2 separate regions of the Anas platyrhynchos genome follow, and region 1 is linked to region 2. A link is a contact called in public Hi-C data. All regions are on one chromosome and are shown on one strand. Each heading gives the region's core, a stretch centred on a gene start, on an enhancer-like site or on the middle of the called end of the contact. The rest is flanking DNA. Distances are from core to core; before and after follow the strand shown. Region 1 holds the start of MAP4K5 (mitogen-activated protein kinase kinase kinase kinase 5). Region 2 overlaps MAP4K5 (mitogen-activated protein kinase kinase kinase kinase 5).

Evidence for each region. A called contact is a pair of places that touch in the nucleus more often than the background predicts.
Region 1: a Hi-C map of subcutaneous adipose tissue shows a contact between it and region 2, with 2.2 times the contacts expected there. The contact joins the promoter of MAP4K5 here to the enhancer-like site in region 2. A contact is called at or near these places in 2 of 8 Hi-C or Micro-C datasets (skeletal muscle and subcutaneous adipose tissue).

What each region holds. Positions count from the first base shown.
Region 1 is chr5:3,095,213-3,099,198 of IASCAAS_PekinDuck_T2T, forward strand. It overlaps MAP4K5 (mitogen-activated protein kinase kinase kinase kinase 5), which reads right to left and starts at 1,598. Exons shown (of 31, transcript XM_072038060.1): 1 at 1,070-1,598. The coding sequence starts at 1,177.
Region 2 is chr5:3,049,092-3,052,654 of IASCAAS_PekinDuck_T2T, forward strand. It overlaps MAP4K5 (mitogen-activated protein kinase kinase kinase kinase 5), which reads right to left. Exons shown (of 31, transcript XM_072038060.1): 14 at 3,371-3,429; 15 at 2,294-2,358. Among named protein-coding and RNA genes, the nearest start is that of CDKL1, 23 kb to the left of the region's middle. Within about 2 kb of position 1,855, at least 2 of the 8 cell types and tissues checked have an H3K27ac peak or open chromatin away from gene starts, as enhancers often do.

The DNA of each region.
Region 1 (3,986 bases), core at 348-2,847, 46 kb after region 2:
ATGTCAGCACAGCTCTCCGCTAATTAGCAGGATAATGAAAAGCAGAATATTTCTTTTTTTTTCCCCACGGAGAGCAAAGGGATGGCACGAAAACATTTCCCTGCGACACAGCTCGTCATTTCTCATCGGGCTGCCCCGTGCTGTGCCCCAACACGCTAGCTGAAGGCGCGCTGAGCTTCAGATTTAGGACACCCGAAACGTCCTTTTGGGGCATTTGGGGCCAGGTTCCCTAGCGGAGCAGCTGACTGATCCGTGCGCGGCGCTCTAGGAAAATAAGAAGGTAAATATTCGGCACGGTGAAAACTGTTAAAAATAACTCCCCGAGGCCACGAGCAACCATTTCAAAGGGGTGGTGGGAACGGGACGCAGCTATAAAACTTCAATTTGAACATTAGCAAAGAGCCCTCCCCCAGCACGAGGCAATTACCTGCGCCTTTCATGTGGCAGCATAAAGCACCTCTTCCTGTACCTTTGGCTGTGCCAGGTCTATTTAAAACACACTCAGCAGCGGTGTGAAGCCAAACAGCACTGCTGCCCTTCCCACGAAGCCCGATAATTCGGATTGCCACGGCACAGGCCGAAAACGTGAACGATTTCTTTACAAGCAGCCCGACTCCTGAGGTCGCTGAGCATCCCTGGTGCCTACAGAAGGGGCTTGCATCTTTCTGAGGAAGGGACGTGCTGTGCCTACGCCTCTTGTTTCACACATTTGTGGTTAAAAATTTCAGACACGGTTACCTGCAGTTCCAGGAGCATCTCTGGGACTCCAGCAGCGAGCCCTCACCCAGCCCCTGCCTCTAACCAGCCCTAATCTGCTTCTGCCTTTCCGCACGCTATTATTAACCCCGGGGATAAACTCGCACCCTTTTAATCGGGTGCTTTAACCGAGGAACAGGCAGGGCAAGCCGATATCCCCTCTGCCTTCCCCAGCAGCCAGGCGGAAAAGCGGCGCCCGCAGCCCTCACGGCCCCGAGCCTCCAGCACCAGCCCGGCTGGGGCAGCCGGGGGGAACACCCGGGGAGGGCCAAAAAAAAACCAAAAAAACAAATCAAAACAGCCCTTTTCTCACCTTGTAGACATCTCCGTAGGTGCCGCTGCCCACCCGCTGGATCAGCTCGTAGTCCTGCTGCGGGTTCCGCCTCAGGATGTCCCCGCTCGGCCGAGCCGGAGGCTCCATCGCGGCGGGCCCTCCCTTCCCTCCCTTGTCTCGCCTCACGGCCCGGGGGCTTCAGCCGCTGGCCCGCATGGCTCCGGCTGAGGGAAGGGGGCTGAGGGCGGACAAAGGCCGGCGGAGGAGCCGCAGAGCCCGGCCCCGAAAGCGCCCAAGGGCGGCGGGGCAGCGGCGGGGCGGCCCCTGGAGGCCCGCGGGGAGGCCGGGCCGGGCCCTGCCTGCGCACCCGCTGGCCCTTTGTCCCGGCGGAGAGCGAGAGCCTCAGCTTCCTCCTCCTCCTCCTCCTCCTGTCCTTCTTCTCCTCCTCCTCTTCCTCCCGCACGCAGCGCCGGGACGGGCCAGGCCGGGACGGACAGCACCGGGCCGGGCCTGCCGCGACGCCGCAGCGCCACAGCGCGGCCGCCCGCTGCCTGCCCGCCCTCCTCCTCCTCCTCCTCCTCCTCCTCCTCCTCCTCCTCTTCCTCCTCCTCCTCCTCCTCCTCCTCTTCCCTGCACCCTCAGGCCCTTCCCCGAGGCTCCTGAGGCCGGAGGGGGCAGCGGCTGTGAGCCCCTCCAGAGGGGAGCGCACGGTGCTTGGCTGCTCCCCGCCTTGTGGGGCTGAGGGCTCTCCTCCAGCTTCAATTCACCACATAAATAAACTTATATATTTATTATATAAACTCTGTGTATGCTGCTGTCTGAACAGCACTGAGCCTTCTGGCTGATGCCTGAGCCCCTGTCAGGGCTCATCACACAGCAAAACCCAGCTCCCAGCACAGGGACGAGGGCAATTCACCCATTGCCACACGCCAAGGACATGGGACAAGTGTAGGGCTTCCCAAATTTTCGTGCTCTGGATCGTAACCTCGCAGCCACATCATCACATAACGCCTGTCCTGGGCAAATCGAACACCACAGGCAGCCAGTGCGATGATAGGCACACAAGAATTAGCTGAGGCCTGTTGGGGCTCGTCTCCTTGGGCTGCCAAACTCAGAAGCACTTTGAAAGTGTGAGGTGGCAGGAGTGCTGTATCTGCCTTTCTGCCTTTGGAGAATAATTATTTTCGGCAAAACAGCCGAATTTCTGAGTAAACCCCCCCGATAGTCTCTTGAGTGCGAAACAATTTAATAAACCGAAAGGCAGCGGCAAGGGTAGAGGGATGCTGGAATTAGCATTAGTCTTTGCTGCACAGTAAAATCATTAAGGCCTAAAAGGAGGTGTGAGTTTCTAGGTGCAAGAAATACCACATACTCAATGCAGGAAATATGTTTGCAAAAGCGAGGTAGAAAAAAAAAAGTAAATGGATGCCAGATGTATGAGCCTTTCTGGTGTTCAGGACACCGGACCGGTTACTGGAGAACAAATTCTGCCTCCTTGGCAGGGAGACAGCCCAACCAGGTCCAATCTAGCCTATGGACAAAGCAGCTAGGTGCTGATTCCCAGTTTAAAATGGAGTCTGGATTTTTAGCTTGCTTCAGCACATTTAGAAATGCCACATGCACGTACCTGAACCAGCCCAGCTGATTGCATAAGCTTTCCCTTCAAAACACAGGCTCTCCAGCAGAACTCATTAGGATTATTGGACTGTTTGAGGTTAAACTAAAGACAACTTATGCAGCCACTCGGGAATTGCACAGTCGCATCTGATTTTATTGGGTTTTGATTTATGGGCTCGTTTGAAACGGTGTGTTTCAGAAGCAGGCTCCGAAATGTAAACTATCTTGCTTCCAAAGAGGCGGGGAAGCATGTGACTGCTAACTTAAAGAAATTCGCATTTAATTTCCCCTTGTCCTCTGAAAGCTCTCTACATCCTGTATATTCTCTCCAACATAAATACGTAAGTTTTCCTGAACACCCAGCAAATAAAAAAAAAAGAAAAAACTATTTACCCTTTAGGGAGCTGTATTTCCTCCAGCGATTTTTAACAAAACAATTACCTCTCCCCCATAAATTAGCTTCCTGCACTCCTGATAGCGAGCTGTTTGTGTCTTTTTTTTTTTTTTTTTTTTTTTTCCCTTTCCCTTGGCCAAGGGTTCGAGCACCGCTTCTCATTTCACTGACTTTCTGCTCTTGTCAAGACATCAGAAGACAGCACAGGAAAAGAGGCCGTTTCATTTTCCAGGAGCAGATGGTGCATTAAGGCTTGGCCTCCTCAAACGTCCTGCAGATCCAAGGACCTTCCGATGGCTGCAATTTAACGCACAGCCTCCTTTATTGACCACTGTTTTGCCCTCGCTTGGTCAGCCTTCACGTCCCACCTGGAGGTTTAGTTTCCTGTAGCACATTGCCAGTGCTGTAGAGTGAACTCGGAGCCTGCCTCGTGATCCCTGCTTTATTCCATCTTCCCCAGCTGGGTCCCAGGCCCTGCTGGAAGGGCTTCTGGAAAGTGTACATACATAATAGCAGCACCAGCAATGTGTTATTACAGCCATTTTATGATTAAAAAAATTGAGGTAAATGAATTGTGTGAAGTGTACGGTCCAAGACATGGCCTGACACTGCACACTTCCAGCCATCTCCTCCTGCACACACACGCTGGTTTCCATTCTGTATTTTCCACCCGGGACCACGCTGCTTTTCTGGTCAAGCACGTTAAGGAATGTGCTTTTATGTAGCATCTTTCATCTGGATGGGTCCCAGCCTTAAAAGGAATGTTAAGTGGTTTTACATAAGGCATTACGTAGGATTAGAGAATGTGATCTGTTTGCATTGTAGTCTTAACAGGAAGAGCTGCGAAGGTTATTTAAATGAGGCCTCTAGATTTATCTGGTAGCGGTCGGTGCAGCAGTGTACCGATTTCTAACTGAGCAGTGCCATAAAGCGGCTCGTAAAAGC
Region 2 (3,563 bases), core at 605-3,104:
AAAGAATCATTTCAGCTCTCTTCCACACTAGATACCATCAGCTAATCTTTCCTCTTCCTACGTGGTATTTTAAATATTGCTGAAATGCCTAATAATAGAACCAACAAAAAAAAAAAAAAAAGGAAACCTGAGGAAGTTACAAAAGGAGAAAAGCCTTTACAAAGAAGAAATAGTGGAAAATTGCTTCCTTGAGTGTTGTATGCTCAAGGCACAGACATAACAGCAGGAACTTTTCCTCCAAAGCCAACAAAAGGTTGCAGGCTGGCTGTCTCGGTTCTCCAGAAGCCTGGTGCAATCCAAGACTCTGCAGACAAGTCAGCCTCCAGTGCAGACACCCCCAAATCCCACACCACCACACACATCCTTCCGTGTCCCACAGCACACGTCACCCAGTGAGGAATGGCTACAGGGGTAGCTAATGGGAAAATCAAAACATATTACCCAAAAACTAACCCAAGCAAACATGGATTGCTCTACAATTCCCCTACCATTTATTTGTTTTGAAGGAAAAGCAGCTACTAAATAAAAGCCTACCCATCAGCAAAAAACCACCTCTATAATACAGAAAATCTATACAGAAAGTCATTTTAAAATGCTACAATAAGGACGGAAAGAGCCAACCAGTCCGTTCCATCTTCAGGCACAATTTCTGGTATGCCTCTTTCCACTGAAACGATTCCCAAGTCAAACATAACAATCGCCATTACTCTGATAAAAGCCAAAGGACATGAAAAGCAAGTCTGGCTGTCCGTCTCCCCGCAGCACGCATCCTCTCTTTACATCCCTGGTGTTATTCTGACTTGCTGGGGACAGAGGAGCTATGCATTTCCTGTTTATCTTTTTAAACTGGAAGTGGATTCCAAGTGAGCGGCACAGACTGACCATCCAGAAGTTTTATGACTCTTCTCCTTTCAATCAGAGAGCTTGTGTACTCAATCTGTATCTATTTACAAATTCATAGCCCTAGCAACGTTTGCTACAGCTACATTCCTTCTGCAATATAGGTTGGAATGGACAATCTTAATAATGGGACAGGAACAGAATTAAAGCAGTAAGTCGCTTTGCAGGGAGGATATGAAGATGAGAAATCAGAGCTTGCCTCCCTCCCTGCTCTTCGACCCTGCAGATTCCAGCTGTCTGCACAAAACTCACCACTCATGAGAAAGGCTTGCAATCTTTTAGTTCATCAGGGTCACACAAGCAAAAAAACATGAATAAAGGAAGGAAAGAAGCCACTGTCATTACTGGACAGAGAAAGGCAAGGTCTAGAAAGCCACCCTGAACTTTTACTACGATGACAGTGAGAAAAGAAAAATGGGTTGAACTTAAAAAGACCCAAACACTAGCAATCTACATGACAAGGTCAGCCTTCCAGGGGACTGGAGTGTCAGCTGACAGCTTATGCAAGACTTTATCTGCAAAAAAGCCAAAGAAATTTACTGCGTGCTGCTCGGTTCCAAATAAAGATGGGAAAGAGACTCTTTTAGCTTAGCAATTATTTGAACTGAAATACCATCTTTCCCTACATATGTGCATCGCTGTTACTAAACATTCATATCACTCAACACAAATTCAAAGGTTGCCTTTAAAGGCAGAATCTGGTAGTTTGCAGCAAAAGGAAGCCACATACATGGTAAATTCAGTCCTAACTTGGACACGGTTGTGCTCCCTTACATCAGGCCTGCTTTAACCCAGAGGAAATCAGTTTGAGGGCATCTTTGCCTGAAACACTGCATCCCTTAACACTACATAGCTGTTATTACAGATTGTGCTAAGCAGACACCCACAGCAGCAGTCGCACCACTAGATCTTCAGAAGCGGTTTCTCCTTCGCTTACTGGCAAAGGCCTGACCTCCAGCACTGCGAAAATACTTGCCACAGGATGTCACAACTACAGAAGTGGCTCACAAGAGACGTGCAAGGGTAGTGCAGGATCTTGAACTCAGCCCTTGCAAGGTTTCTGATTTTGCTTCAGAAAACTGGCTTTGGCAATGTTATTTCAGCATGGCAGACATAAGTGTATGCTTTGCTTTCCATCTGCAACTGGGAGCTACAATAAATTTAAAATAAACTACTGTTCATCATTAAAAGAGATTAAAATCCAGTCTCCAAGACAATGACCAACCAACAGTAGAAGGATGACTGAAAACTGGGTAAAAACTCCTTTGATTTCATAAATATTAAATATAAATTTGGGCTTAAGGTTGGATTTTCCACCTCAATTTATTTCTTTCAGACTATATTTTCACATTAAGTCACAGAAATACAAGATGTTTTAAAACTCTGTACTTACCTGCTGCTTCCACCTTCAACAAAAGGATTCCAATGTGAAGCAAAGTCATTGCCAGCTGCCACCACCTGAGGACGCAGAGATTTTCATTTTTTTTTTCCTATCAAACTGAATTCACAGCACATGAAGAAGCCTGGGAGATTCCCAGAACGACCCATTAGCAATAAATAAAATTCCTAAGTGAGGTAATGTTTTAAAATATAGTTACAAAACAATTATCGAAAAGATATTTTCTTCTTAGATTCAGAGTGAAAAGCAGCATCTGGAAATGGTATAATGCCAGTATCAAGTAACATTAAATAACATGAAAGCAAAAACTTATGGTGAAAACTCAGTAAGGATTTTCCACTCGGGGCACTTCCAAGACACTCCTCCAGCAAGAGAACATAGTGCAGCTACCTCCAAACTCGTATGAAATACTGTCAGGAAAGGCTGGGGGCATTCCTGCCACTGTACCAAGGGGACCTCATCAGTAACAACATGTACAAGTCTCTGAAATCACATGCAAATAAGATGAACTTGTAACCACCTGGTGAACTCGAGCACAGCTTTAAAAAAAATAGGACTGGGATTTTTCTGGAACGCTGAGCACAGATTTCTCCAAATCAAAATTAATGGCAGCTGTTGGTATTCACAACACTTACTAAAAAATGGAGCCCTTTCAAACAGTCACACACTGACCCAAAAGAACGTTAATTAGCTGATCTGAAGTAAACTGCTGAGAACTGGAATAAACAGCAGCAGCTCACAGGGGGCAAAAAGTCTGCATGCAAGTTGGCTGGGTTCCAAGAAACAAGCAGCAAATAAGCTGATGATGGTAAGATCAGGGACTCAAATGCAGAACAGCCTCTCCACATTATCAAATTAATTGGCACTTGCTGTTTTTCTCATCTGAGCGTGACTCCCTGCACAAAGCATAGAGGGCAATTCATTTTCTTAAAAATGTTTCAATTGTCCAGGGACCAAGAGTAGCCTTCTCATGACTCTGTACTTCAGACTTAAATTAGTTAGAGTTGAACCACAAAACAATGAAGGTGCTATGATTTTAGTAAAGGAAGGAAAAAACAAACTTGTCCTTACCATTTCATCCCGAGCTTCAGTTTCTTTCCGTAGAGGGGGCTCAAACTGGAGCTTATCAACTACAAAACATTACATGGTCAACTTTAATACACGCAACATTCTGCTAATGTCCTTTCGATGCTTACTACAGTGAAGCACATGTTGTAGCACAACAAAATAACGTACACAACACTTAATTTGCCTATAAAATGAC